Linked DNA regions of Bombyx mori: region 1 is linked to region 2. Evidence: chromatin contacts called from public Hi-C data. All regions are on one chromosome and are shown on one strand. The core of a region is the stretch at or near the end of the contact, and the rest is flanking DNA. Distances in the headings are between cores, read along the strand shown.

Region 1 (7,452 bases), core at 2,547-5,046, 50 kb before region 2:
ATTAATAAAGACAAACAATATTTAATCTATTCTTAGTTTGACCATAAGAGTTTGACCATAAGTTTTTTTTTTATTTTTTATTGCTTAGATGTGTGGACGAGCTCACAGCCCACCTGATGTTAAGTGGTTACTGGAGCCCATAGACATCTACAACGTAAATGCGCCACCCACCTCGAGATATAAGTTCTAAGGTCTCAGTATAGCTCAGTATAGTTACAACGGCTACCCCACCCTTCGAACCGAAACGCATTACTGCTTCACGGCGGAAATAGGCGGGGTAGTGGTACCTACCCGTGCGGACTCCCAAGAGGTCCTACCACCAGTGATTACGCAAATTATAATTTTGCGGGTTTGATTTTTATTACACGATGTTATTCCTTCACCGTGGAAGTCAATCGTGAACATTTGTTGAGTACGTATTTCATTAGAAAAATTGGTACCCGCCTGCGGGATTCGAACACCTGTGCATCGCTTCATACAAATGCACCGGACGTCTTATCCTTTAGGCCACGACGACTTCAGTTTGACAATAAACAAATAATATGCATGCGTGTGTGTGTCAAATACATGGTAGAGTAATGTTTTTTAATTGATTTAATGAATTTTTTATGCATAATTTAAAAAAATATTAACATTCTGCACTCCTTCTTTATATCTATACTTAATATATAAATCTACAGTGATTTTTACGGATGTTCCGTTATAAATACTGAACCATGCATCCGATTGACTTGAAACTTGGTATCCATGTCAAAAATACATGTACTTAATGGATAGGCTAATATTTATATGAGTGTTGGACTTCCTACACCAGTTGCGGGGGCGTTAATGTTGAGAATCTTTGTGGGGGTGAGAAATAATAATGTTAATCTTAAATGCCCAGAAAAGAAGACGGGTACAGCTAGTTCTCTATAAGTGTGGGAAATTAGATACTCCTCCTTCCACGCAATTTTCGTAAAAATGGGTACAAAGTTTTTGCGTCACTTATTAATATATAGATATTAAGAGTTTAATAAATCTGTTTACTACAGGGCAGCCGAAATAATAACAGCTCAAGCGACGGACACGCATGCTGTGTCGTACATAATGTCGCTTCAGCTGAGGGACCGGGTCGAGCAGGCCCGCAGGTCGCTCTCCCTGTTCCAGCATCACGACGGCATCACCGGCACCTCCAGGGACGAGGTCAGGGAGGACTACGCCAAGAAGTGAGCTCTAATTTGTTTATGCATTCTTTTGTACTACAATTTTTTTTTGTGTCAATGTGAGTGGACGTGCTCACAACCCACCTGGTGTTAAGTGGTTATTGGAGCCCATAGACATCTAAAATGTAAATGCGCCACCCACCTTGAGATATAAGTTCTAAGGTCTCAAGTATAGTTATGACGGCTGCCCCACCCTTCAAACCCTTCAAACCGAAACGCATTACTGCTTCACGGCAGAAATAGGCGGGGTGGTGGTACCTACCCGTGCAGACTCATAAGAGGTCCTACCACCAGTGAAACAGTGAAACAGTTACATTGCAGGATGCTAACAGCAATAAAATACAGTCAATCCGCCATCCAACAAGCTGCCTACTACTTGCTGAAGCAGCCGCATATACAGGATCAAACGCAAGAGGACATATTCCTCGATGTGGACGACATCTGGCGGCGGCACGACGAAATACCCTCCAGGATCACGATTGCCTTGGACGTGGTGTCTCCTTCCAGGCGCCTCGTGCTTTACAACGCGCTGGCGTTCAGAAGACAAGAAATATTAACAGTGCTAGTGTCAACCCCGCACGTTGAAGTTAGTAAGAAACCAATATCGGGGTATTAAAGATTATTTGGGTTAAGCGACATTTTTGCAAACTTAATGGAGAGCCATTTAAAGTTTAAAATTTGAAAAAAATATCATAACTTTAATTTTGGAAATTGGAAATTCAAATTTGGAAAAATAATCTTCTTCGGCTATTTCAATAGAGTAAACTTAATTGAAACTCAATTAAAAACATCGAACCGTTGATGCTAATCACTACATAGTATAAAACAAAGTCGCTTTCTCTGTCCCTATATCCTTATGTATGTACGCAACGGATTTTGATGCGGTTTTTTTTTATTAGATAGAGTGATTGAAGAGAAAGGTTTATATGTATAATAACATCCATTAAATAGTGGAGAAATCAATAATAAATTACAGTTTCCGAAGCGAAGCGAGAGCGGGTCGCTAGTACGAAATAAAACGCACTTTTAAGTACAAAAATAAATGTCGCTTAAACCAAATAGCTTTTCACACCTCGATAAGTAGAGTGAAGCTTCATATAAAAGATTGTGAGAACAAAGATTACGGATAACAATATTATTATCTCTAAAAAGTCCTGCCAGAATACAAGTTTTTTTTTGTTTTTTAAATGGGTGAAATAGCTCTCCGTCCAAATGTGGTTACAGGAGTCCACAAATACCATCAAAATAAATGCCGCCACCCACCTTGAGACATGAGCTTTAAGTCTCCTTTTTCTACAGTGGCTGCCTCACGCTTCAAACTGGAACGCATTACTGCTTCGCGGCAGAAAACGTGTTATACAACCAAATGCGGGTACTTGAAAATCAGTTATATTTTTAGGTTTTTGATCCAGAGGGTGAACCGATAATGGCACAAGTATCCCCCGTGGTGGCAGGGGAGAGGCGTCTGGGTCTCGCCAACAATAAGTACCAGCTGTCCTTCCCGGTCACCATCGGACCTCTCGCTTTAACCGTCTATTCGGTGTCACTGAGGGACGCGATGAGTATCAACAAGTGAGTTTTCATTTTTTTGAAGTGAAACTTCTGATGCGACTTCCAACACAGTTGCGTTAAACGTATAACGCTACCATGGAATAGAAAGAGACAGAGCGAGAGTGAATGCGTGGCACTCGAACGCACGCGCGTTGTACACCTGTTACAGGCCAGCGTGAGTGTTAGCAACGAGTAGCGTCCTATATTTTTAAGAAGTATTTAAAAATATATATATATTTATTTTTCTATCTATAATTTAAAAAATATATAATATAAATGTTGAAGATGTCGCATCTCTTATATCTCTTCTCTATTACAAGAGCAATCTGATTTAATGATGAAAAATGAAGAAAAACAAAAAAAGTTTCACCGCAAAAGAAGATTCACTTCATTCACGTTCACCAAGTTGCACGTGCGGATTTTTTAATAATGTACAGACGAACTCCATACCATCTAGTTCCATAACGATTATTTGATCGCGTAGACAATACAGTGAATGTTGGCTATCTTTAGCCACATGTTGCATGGAGAGTGCTTCAAGGAATTGTTCCTTATTCCCATCGCAGTCTCCGCAACCGGAGAAGAGATCTCTGCGTTCACAGACTGTTCTTATTGAACATCCATGATTTTTCCAGCAGACTGGCAACGATTTTGCTCGGACACACGACAATGTTGATGTCTGTAAACCACAGTCACTATCTACCATTAGCCGGAGTGTATACGGCTAACTAGACAACTAGGCAGCGGCTTGGCTCTGCCCCTTGCATTGCTGACGTCCATGAGCGACGGTAACCACTTACCATCAGGTGGGCCGTATGCTCATCTGCCTACAAAGACAATAAAAATAATAATAATAATAGGCAAGCGAAGGTGTATTAATATGCCAACAATTTTGTATCCACAGGTACACGTCATTCTCTCACGTCCGTATATACAACGCGGACTACTGGAGCGTGGTTCTACCGAAGATATTCCCGATCGAGCAGCCGTCGGCGCGACTCAACGAGGACGTGAGCTTCCAGGCGGGGAACAGCACCAGGGTCGTCACCAACATGAACGGGCTCGTCAAAACCATTGTGTCGAGGGACGGAGTGGCCACACCCGTGCACATGGACTTCGTGCAGTGAGTGTCGGCGGAGAGAGAGAGAGAGAGAGAGAGATAGAGATAGAGAGACAAAGAGAGAGAGAGAGAGAGAGAGTATTCTTTATTGTACACCAACAAAAGAAACAATGCGAAACATTAGGGAGGACACACAAGCACAGGAGCAATGTAATGCGATTAAAGCTTGAGGGGCGCGGGGGGTGGCTGCCGACTTAGTTTTTGTTGTTGCATAATACTGATTAATGTGGACTAGGGGTCCCGCAGTAGTCGAAATTCGACTATAATTAATTGAAATTATAAGTTTGAACATTATTATGGTTCTATTGTCAAACACTATTATGTTTCTTTAATAAAATCACAGATTTCGCCAATACCACACTATAGATAAATAATATTAAAGACATACAATATGAATCTATTGTCAATTTGACCACAGAATTTAAACAACAAAAAAGCTTTGACATTTGACAATAAACAAAGAGTATATTTATATGTATGTGTTGTGTCAAATACATGGTAGTGTGTTTAATATTTTTTTATTGATTTTATGTATAATTAAAAAAAAAGGTTAGCGTTCTTCACCCCTTCTCTATATTCTCTATAAGTGTGGAAATTTCACACTCCTCCGTCCGCGCATAGTTCGTAAAAAGGGGTACAAAGTTTTTGCTTCACGTATTAAAATATAGATGCAGTACCCATCCACCTTGAGACATGAGGTCGAAGCCTTCATTGTACAGTAAAAGGACTGCTCTACCCTCTAAACCGAAATGCATGTTTGCTTCGCGGTAGAAATAAGCGAGATAGTGACGTCTACCCATGCGGGCTTCCAACGCGTCACTCAACCAGTACAAGTGATATCTAAATTGATTGACGTTTGTTAACCTTTAGAGCGCGACCCGTCGATAGATCGACGCTCTGTTAATGCGTATCAAGTGAGGACCTTAGGATTATTAATTAGTTAATAATATTTATAAATAACCATTTCAAATTATTTTGCTGTGAATTTAGAGCATTGATTGAATTAAGATTCTGTGTATGAAGATAATTTTCTTTTCAAAAATTCCTAAAGAATTTCTGTAAAATATGTGAAAATAAGCACAGCACTAAAATGATTCAGCTCACGACAACGGATTCTCTATATGACAATTAATTGTTACTTGTACTTTTATTTATTTATAAATATTTGTTTAAACCGTAATAATTCACTTTAAGTGTATACATTTTTTGTGATCATGGTCTTGTTGTGACAGAAGTGTGAAAGTAGCCTCGGTAATCAACAAAGCGGACGGTTAGCGTGGTATAGACATATTGTGATGCGTAGAGAGAAGATGCGTGTGACTAGGAGACGTATGGACTTTTTTTTTATCGCTTAGATGGGTGGACGAGCTCATAGCTCACCTGGTTGGTTAAGTGGTTACTGGAGCCCATAGACAACGTAAATGCGCCACCCACCTTGAGATATAAGTCCTAAGGTCTCAGTATAGTTACAACGGCTGCCCCACCCTTCAAACCGAAACGCATTACTGCTTCACGGCAGAAATAGACAGGGCGGTGGTACCTACCCGTGCGTACTCACAAGAGGTCCTACCACCAGTAATTACGCAAATTGTAATTTTGCAGGTTTGGTTTTTATTACAAGATGTTATTCCTTCACCGTGAAAGTCGATCGTGAACAGTTGTTGAGTACATATTTCGTTAGAAAAATTTGGTATCCGCCTGGGATTCGAACACCGGTGCATCGCTCAACACGAATGCACCGGACGTCTTATCCTTTAGGCCACGACGACGTTGGTAGTGCAAGGTAGAGGGGGAAGAGGTCGACCCAAGAAGACTTCGCTGAAGTGTGTGAATGACGATGTGAGAGAGAGAGGAATGAGTGTTGAGATGACGGGTGATAGAAGAGAATGGAAAAGAAAAATTAGCCGTGCCGACCCCACCTGGAGAAGGTGGAGAAAAAGAAAAAGAAGTTTTGTTGTGACTTCTCAATTTGCTGATGCTCTCACTGCAGGTACGACACGCAGAAGGGGCGGGACAACAACAGCGGAGCCTACCTGTTCATACCGAGCGGGCCCGCCAAGGACTTCAAGTCGGATCCGTACCCCGAGATCGTGGTCACCGAAGGCATACACAAGTCCACGCTCTACGCCGCCCTCGTCGGACCCAAAACCGCAGAAATTATACTCTCTGTAAATATAAAATTGCGAATATTTATTTATTTATAACTTTATTTACTAGACTGTATAAAGGCGGACTTAATGCCATAGGGCATTCTCTGACAGTCTACCTTAGGGGGGTGCAGAGATGAACCTTGGTAGGAGTAGTGTGATAGTGATATTAATTAAACATATGTGTATATATAACATACATAATATTTATAGATACAAATACTCGTACTTAAATAAATAAACCTTGAAATATGAGTTCTAAGGTCTCAGTATAATTACAACGGCTGCCCCGCTCTTCAAACCGAAACGCATCACTGCTTCAGGGCAGAAATAGGCAGTCCTGCCACCAGTAATTACGCTAATTATAATTTTGCGAGTTTCGTTTTTATTACACGATGTTATTCCTTCACCGTGGAAGTCAATCGTAAACATTTTTTGTTACACTATTTTTAATTCAAATTTATTAAAATTTATTTTCTATTTTTTAGTTGGATTTTTTATAAAAGCGTATTTTGTTAGTATTTTTAAACTACATGTTATTTTTTTTTTCAATTTTTAATATTGAATTGTCATCGGACCTTAATAAGTATACCAAATTTCGAGTTAATCCGACGTTTTGAAGGGGGTCAAAATCATGTTTAAAGATTCCGTTGCATACTAACATACATACGTCTGAAGCTAGTAAAAGCGTATTAAAAAGTTAGTGCCATATAGTGCGTTTCGCTCTGCAGGTGACGGTGTACAACAACCCGTCGCTTCCGCACGCCGAGCTGGAGGTCAGCAGCGCGCTGCTCATCGACCCGCAGGTGGACGACCTGGAGCTGGCGCTGCGGCTATCCACTAGCGTCCGGAACGGAGACGTCTTCTACACAGACTTAAATGGGATGCAGGTTTGTAGAACGACCGCATAAGCTTTCAGAGCGTACTAGTGGCAGTTAACATATTGTTACGCGCTGGGGTTCGGGATCAATAAAATTTCGCCAAAGTACAACTAAAAACTGTATTCAACACTTAGAACACTTTAAAACTCTCAATTCGCTTCTTCCGCTTCGCTTCAGGTGATCCGTTCGCTGTTTCGCTTCGAGTAATTCCGATCCCCTGCAACGCTTTTATAGCCGATACCACATCCCTAGAATTATCGAGAATGTTCCACACATCTCTAGTATTGTGTTTCCGCTATCTAACAATAGATGGCGTTGTACTTGTCGAGCGTTCTAGATGCTACTGGATCCTTCGATATTCGTTCGACTATTCGACGATAGATGGCGTTACTCTTACCAGCGTAACAATATTGTAAGGCCACACGCACATTTACAGCTCATTTCTGTCGCAAAACAGTCGGACGTTTCGCATTGAACGGTGACACAGTCTATACAAATGAAATTCCTTAAACATTTAAGTTCTGTACTGGTTGAAACCCAAGATTGACCAG
Region 2 (7,317 bases), core at 4,424-6,923:
ATAATGTCGATATTGAAATATCAATTTTATTGAAACTTATAACAAGTTCTCCCCTGGAAAAATTACCCACAAATGCAAGAAATACTCAGCATGTTAACTATTTTCTTCAAAATACAATGCTTTTCGAAAATAAAAGATAGCTTATGGGGGTTACTTTTGATCGGGGATTTTTTATACATTTGTTACTACAAACAGTATAAACTTTAAAAAGAAACTTAAAAATCTACTACATCTTTGGAATGTAGATAAAACTTAACTATAACATCGAATAAACTTTTTTAAATGGTTTCTAAACCAATTACAAGGAACAACATTTCGTAATATAAAAAAATAAGATTAAAATTAACACATTGTCACATCAATCGGGTAATGGACAACGGAAATATACGATTAACAAACTTAGGATTGTAACTTCTAACAAATGCTAGACGTTACAACGATTTATATTGATGTTATCAGGAATGTTTGGCATCACATGTGCTAAGCACATTAGGGAATATCTTTACATTTAATACCACAATATAATTACCATATATAATACTGTTTCAAAGACTTAATATACTTTAAATAGACAGAGATAATTGATTAATAGGTACATATATATGAGACCATTCAACTTACAGAGTTACTCTAACACAGATTAATATTTTAATTTACTACGATAATCTAATTTGGATAATATTTCTATCAAAATCAAGTAGGTAAAAATAAAGTTTTTATCAAAAGGCAGATAGTTAATACAATTTTGAGATCTTTGTTTCTAAAAAATATATTTTATCAAAGCACCGCTTGCTCAGATATGTTAAAATGAGCACCTAAAATAAATAAAAAATAGTTTGTTACTCTCTGTTAACAGAGAATACTGTTTAATACTATAATGTCTTCGAATATTTGATGCTTCTAATACTGATAAATTAAATTTTACTGTTTATACGTAAGTCACTTCAGAAATATTAACCTAAAAACGAAATAAGGTGAGAGAGAGAGAGAGATGACAAACAGTAGTTTTTTTTTATAACAATTTTATAATTAGACTTAAAGAACAAACACAATTAACAGTTCTCATCAATTTCTGCACATAATAAACCAATAGTTTTTAATTATCAAGTATAATTTAACAATTTAGAAGATATAGGTAGGTATAGCCCAGGCAAAGATTAGTCCACAGATTGAACACTTAATATTTAAGGGCTCGTCGGAATGTGGACGCCAACGTAGAAAAAGCCGCAGTTTTTCAGAGTGAGCCTGAATGCGCATTTTATTTTTGGTAATTAAAAAGTAATGGTATGCGCATGAGTTGACTTACATTTTGGTATACAGCATGGCAACATTTTTCATAAAATAAATTTTTTAACGACATTGCAAGTTTCTCAAACTCTTATAAATGTAGCGAATGGTTTGAAACGATCTATCACACAATTTAACATTCTAATATCGAAATCTAACACGAAATCACAAACACAGTTATTTAATGATTATTGAAATTCTAATTCTATAAATTTGATTATTAATATTATTTGATTGATTTTATTATTATATCTCGATAAAAGAATTAAAACATTTCCATCGATAATTATAATTAGTAATAAAAGCTGTCATGTATTTAAAACTTAAATAGTAGATAGGCGGATTGCTCCACAGCGGCCCTCTCTTAACCAGGATTTTTAACTTTGGTTCCAGTATATTTTGTAAATAGTAACTATTAGTGTTTCTAGCCTTCAAATATTTAAACTTAGTCTAATTTTAACTTTGGGATTCGATTAACATAATAATATGACTATTGGCTCGCTTGTGGTTTGAGATAATTACAAAATAATTTGAACACATCATTTGAACATAATCTCTCGACAATACCGTATCACGTTTTGAGACATCACGATTACTTTAAAATCGATTCTTCCAATTAATTCGGCATCACATTTCTATAATTACCGATTTCTAAACCCTTATATTGTCACCATTAGCCTTCTTCGAATATTTTCCATCCTTACAATTCTATAATAATATAATTAAAATTTAAAATAAAGCAATTGCCGGTCTTATATAGCGGTGGGTCGTCAGTTAAAAGAAAATGAGGTAGTAAGGATTATATTAAAAAGCCTCAGTTGATACAGAGAGACACAGTAGGAGTGTTTCTGAAAATTTATGGAAATTAATCGATCAATTAAAATATCGTGCTGCTTGTTGAAGTCTAACGCTTCACAAGAAAAGTGTATACACAGCTCGGGCATTCATTATACTGAACAGGCATTACAGCCGCCATTTAAATAGTTAAACCACCGATCTAACTTACGGATTCATTTATTTTGGGTTATCTTGGAGTTATTGGTAATATTGGGCTCACGTAACCGAGAATTTAACGTTACGTCATGAGTGCGTGAACAAAGGAGGACACTATAAAGTCGACTGTCTCTCTCTAGGGCCTGATGTGCGTAACTTGTCGATGGCGAACTCTAAGAGGGATTGCTGTCTAACATTAATACTAATAAACGAGCTAAAACTCACAAACTAATGAGCGTATTGAGATTCATCAGATACAATATTTTTCTACTAATTGGAACATATTTTATTTATTAGTAGTTATATAATTAAGAACGTCGTACAAACGCTACGAAAAAATATATAATATATATATATAAAAATGTATAAAAAAAATGATTAACGTTATCGTCAAATAAAAAAAATAAAAATGTTGTGCCTTTTAAAAAAAAAAGATGTTTTGTAAAACATCCGTCTATTCTTGTTTTGAAACCTCAATGTGTCTGAAAAGCGGCAGGATCTCATCGACCTTTCGGTCCAGTTCGTCGGTTTCAATGTTGTCACTGTCAAAACCAAAATAGGTGCCAAGTTCGCGGCACATCTGCATGTAGAGTTGCCACTTCTTGTCCTTCCGGAGACACAAGGGGTTGCCAATAATGATAAGTTTGGCTTTCGCACGTGTCAGCGCCACATTGAAACGCTGCGGAGTGCAAATACAGTTGAGTCAGGAACGCTTCCGCTTAATAACATTACAATGCTATAAACTTAGATCGATGTACTAAAAGCGATGCAAGTAAAATACAAATGGTACTGGTGGTAGGACCACTTGTGAGTCTACGCGGATAGGTACCACCGCCCTGCCCATTTCTGCCGTGAAGCAGTAATGCGTTTCGGTTTGAAGGGTGAGGCAGCCGTTGTAACTATACTGAGACTTTAGAGCTTGTATCTCAAGGTGGGTGGCGCGTCTACGTTGTAGATGTCTATGGGCTCCAGTAACCACTTAACACCAGGTGGGCTGTGAGCTCGTCCACCCATCTAAGCAATAAAAAAAAACAAATGTCAAAGTTCAATAAGCTTTACCTTATCATCAACCAGGAAGCCGAGCTGGAACTTGGCGTCGTGCGCGAGGAGGTCGTTGTTGGCTCGAACCGTGGACACGACGATGACGCGCTTTTCCTTCCCTTGGAACGACTCGACTGTGCCGACTTCAATTTTTTCGTAATTATTGCTCGAGAGCCATTTCTTGATGTGATAGGCCTGAGAGAAAATGTTTGATCTATACTAATGTATAAATCTACAGTGGTTTTTACGGATGTTCTATTATAACTACTAAACCATTCATCCGATTGATTTGAAACTTGGTATCCATGTAGAAAATACATGTACTTAATGGATAGGCTAATATTTATATGAGTATTGGACTCCCTACACCAGTTGCGGGGGGCGTTAATGATGAGAATCTTCGTGGGGGTGAGAAATAATAATGTTAATTTTAAATGCCCAGCGAAACGGACGGGTACATCTAGTGTATTATAAAGTTGGTTACTGGAGTTCCGTCACACAAGGGGCCCGACTCGCAGTTGTTTACTGCTCCGTAAATTAACGTAAAAGTACGAAGCAATTTGCATTATTTATTTAGAGACAATAACACGAACCAGTGCGACTTAATAGGATTAATGTTATTAAGTTATCTGATTCTTTGCATTTTCATTGATAATCTCGTAACAATGAATGCTGTTTTCTATCTTAATAATCTGACAATAAACATTATAAATACGTTATATTTTAAGACATCAAACATACTTGTCGGATGTACGGAGTGATGACGCCGATATCTTCCAGTTGGATTCTATGATCGTTCACGAGAAACGTTATGTACATCTGGACGATTTCTAACTCAGAGTTATTGTAGAAGCTGAAACAAAAAAAAAATGAAGTATCCGATACAGCCATTACATATAAACTTAAACTTTATTACATATGTTTGGTTTTGTTAGAGATTTGGTCTAAAAACGTCTATTTATATAATGTTTTGAATCAAATAAATAATTAAAACATTTTAATCGTGATGCTACGATGATTAAGTGGTACCTTTATTTTTTGCAGATAAGAAATATCAGCGCAAAGCAGGTTTTTTCTTTTTTTATTACTTAGATGGGTAAACGAGCTCACGGCCCACCTGGTGCCAAGTGGTTACCAGAGCCCATAAATCTTAGTTTTACGGTACAACGGCTGCGCCAGTCTTCAAACCGAAACACATACCTAGCTATTGGCACGGCAGATATAGGCAGGGTGGTTGTACGTACCCGACGCGAGCTCACAAGTCGCCCTGCCACCACTAATTATGCAAGTTACAATGTTTCGTCACCATCCGTAAACGGCCGTCTGGTGTAGTGGCAAGTGACATGGTTACTACACAAGGGGGTCGCGGGTTCAAATCCCGCCAAGGGAAGATATTTGTATGATAAATATAAAATGTCTTTTCCAGGGTTATGGATGTATATTATGTATACGTATGTGCATAATAAAGATCTTATATTTATTTCCGTTATCTGGTACCTGTAACACAAGTTCTTTACGAACTTAGCACGGGACCAGTTAACGTGACGTGATCGTTAGTGTAAATATTTATTATTATTTATTTATTATTTATTATTATCCGCCTTTCTGTTACGAGAGCGAGACGACTGTTATACAATACAAGCCCACTGAGTTTCTCGCCGGATCTTCTCAGTGGGTCGCGTTTCCGATTCGGTGGTAGATTCTGAGAAGTACGGCTCTTGCCAGGGCCAGTGTTAGCAACACTTCCGGTTTGAGTCCCGTGAGCTCACCTACACGTTAGGTTGAAGCTGAAATAGCCTCTCAAGGCTAATAAGCAGCTTAGTTAGAAAAAAAAAAACAATACAACTGTGCATTCGAGCTAGTGTCTCTGGCGATGGCATACATATCGACCCTTGAAAGGCAAACTGATAGGCAATAACCATATTCGATGCAAAAAATATATATTTCTAGTTCTATTAAAATCATTTCAATCATACAACTAGATTCGTTAAAATAGATTTTTTTTCAGGTATTTCAACTTTAAATTAGTCTACTGTAAAGTTCATGCATTGTCGCTTAGTCATGTTTGCCTTTGAAGTGTCGATATGTATGGTGTTTACAGTCCTCTGAAACCACGAAACGAGACACCGAGCGCCCAACTACTACTTTTTTTATTTAGTTTTTTTAATATTTTATCCTGGACCACGACAAGTAACGATATCAGCAGTGTCTAACATCATAAGTCAACTAACCTCGGTGACATGCCAACTTTCTGTTCCTTAGACAGGACCCCGTGGAACATAATAGCGCGACTGGATGGTTTCTCGCCGGATAAATCGGTCTTGCTTATCGGATCTTCACTAGCATGAGCCTGCAGAGAGACGGTATTGTTTTAAGTTGCATATTGCATCGCTCGTGGACCTCAATGTTAGGGGCAGACCCACACCGCTGCCTGTGGCTGAATACTCCCCGTTTCGTTTGCTGAAGGACATGTTCTAGTTCATTCCAAAGCCGGTAATTGGCAAATGAGATCTCTGAAAAGGCATTGTGGATGAACGTAGTGGTTTTAAATGGTATACATAGAACGGAGATGCGTCGAGGAATATTCTTGAGGAATTGCCTCACTTTACAGCATTTTCATAAATTAATTTTACCAGTCTGGAGACATCCGTTTTTCGTGTTGATATTATTTAGAAACAGCTTATTTCGGGTCAAGATATAATGAAATTTATTCATATTTTAGCTGTCGTTTACCTGATATTAAGTTTGATCATAAATTGTCGGGGAGACCAAAGCTGCGAATTGTATAGCTTTTTTAAGTTTTGTTCATTTAATATTTAATGGCGTCTATATAGGTGGATTTCCTCGGTCATTTGAGACGGGAGGTCTGTTGTATCGCAATAACGGTTATCCTAGTCTCGAACGAGAAATTATGATTTCTTAGTTGTTTACTGTTTGTTGCGGCAAAAGTAGGCCGAGCGTAGCATTAAGTTGTAAGGTTGATTTAGTTCGATAAAGGCTCCCCTTAAACCTCGTTCGAATGCCAAAGCTATGTACATTAATACGGGTTTACAGAGTGCATATACCATTTAGATTGCAATGCAGATTAGATCTAGGCACTACTTGTACGATTTAGCTGATATGAGGCCTATAAAATCAAAGGCAGCTAAATCCAAGTTTGTCAAATATTCAGGTAAACTACAAAAATCAGCCCTAAACCCGTCATTACGGATCCTCCCGATCCATCGAAGTACTGCTCTTGCTAGGGCCAGTGTTAGCAACACGCTGAAATAACTTTGTTCGGATAGCTACGATATTCTTTATTTTAAAGCAGATTTATAAAGAATGAGAATATTCCTAATAATCTGAATTTTAAATGATAAAACTTCGTTTATTAGTACTCAGTACTGAGTAAAAATAAAATTGTTGAACTGAATTTGTTAGAGATTTAGCCGCATTTGTTATAACATAAAAACACTAAAGGGTGTCCAACTAACTAAAAAAGATAGCGCCATTGTTAATCCATTTTACGACATTATGGCGTTTAGCTGCCTTTGATTTTATAGGCCTCATATGTACTGTAATGATTATAATTTGTTATGTGCAAATTAAAAAAAAAAACGTATCTATAAACTCACTCTGAGCTGTCCCTTGTAGAACAACTCGTTAGGGATGTGCAGTATGTCCGGATCAGATCTGAAGTTATTGCGCAGCAGCATTATATAGTTGCAGTCGTTCTTCACGTCGTTGTACTGAGGAAACGTTTTCATCAAACGTTCCATGAGCGATAGACCTGCAATAAAACGTTTTATTATACGTTTAAAAGAGGCAGTTGAACATTCATCACAATCTGCGAGAATAACTTGAACTTGGCGAACGTTTTTGTTCTAAATGACGTCACAACTCGTGACGTTGCGTTCAGTCGATTCCTGTAATGTTTTCTTGTCGATATTTTGAGTCATGATGGTTGTTTGATATTATGAATGTGTACCTTCTTTTATTCTGTTTCGTTCGGAT

The links. A called contact is a pair of places that touch in the nucleus more often than the background predicts.
Region 1: a contact with region 2 is called in a Hi-C map of whole pupa, with 2.8 times the contacts expected there. The contact joins two enhancer-like sites. A contact is called at or near these places in 2 of 7 Hi-C or Micro-C datasets (both in whole pupa).

Annotation. Positions count from the first base shown.
Region 1 is chr25:8,853,410-8,860,861 of ASM3026992v2, reverse strand. It overlaps LOC101742043 (alpha-mannosidase 2), which reads left to right. Exons shown (of 21, transcript XM_004921845.5): 11 at 1,032-1,205; 12 at 1,524-1,788; 13 at 2,602-2,774; 14 at 3,658-3,876; 15 at 5,864-6,041; 16 at 6,752-6,910. Among protein-coding and RNA genes, the nearest start is that of LOC101742043, 12 kb to the left of the region's middle. Within about 2 kb of position 3,796, at least 1 of the 8 cell types and tissues checked has open chromatin away from gene starts, as enhancers often do.
Region 2 is chr25:8,805,642-8,812,958 of ASM3026992v2, reverse strand. It overlaps LOC101744685 (RNA helicase Mov10l1), which reads right to left. Exons shown (of 20, transcript XM_012689512.4): 16 at 6,939-7,093; 17 at 5,553-5,671; 18 at 4,063-4,174; 19 at 3,340-3,516; 20 at 1-2,959. The coding sequence ends at 2,735. Among protein-coding and RNA genes, the nearest start is that of LOC101744539, 11 kb to the left of the region's middle. Within about 2 kb of position 5,673, at least 1 of the 8 cell types and tissues checked has open chromatin away from gene starts, as enhancers often do.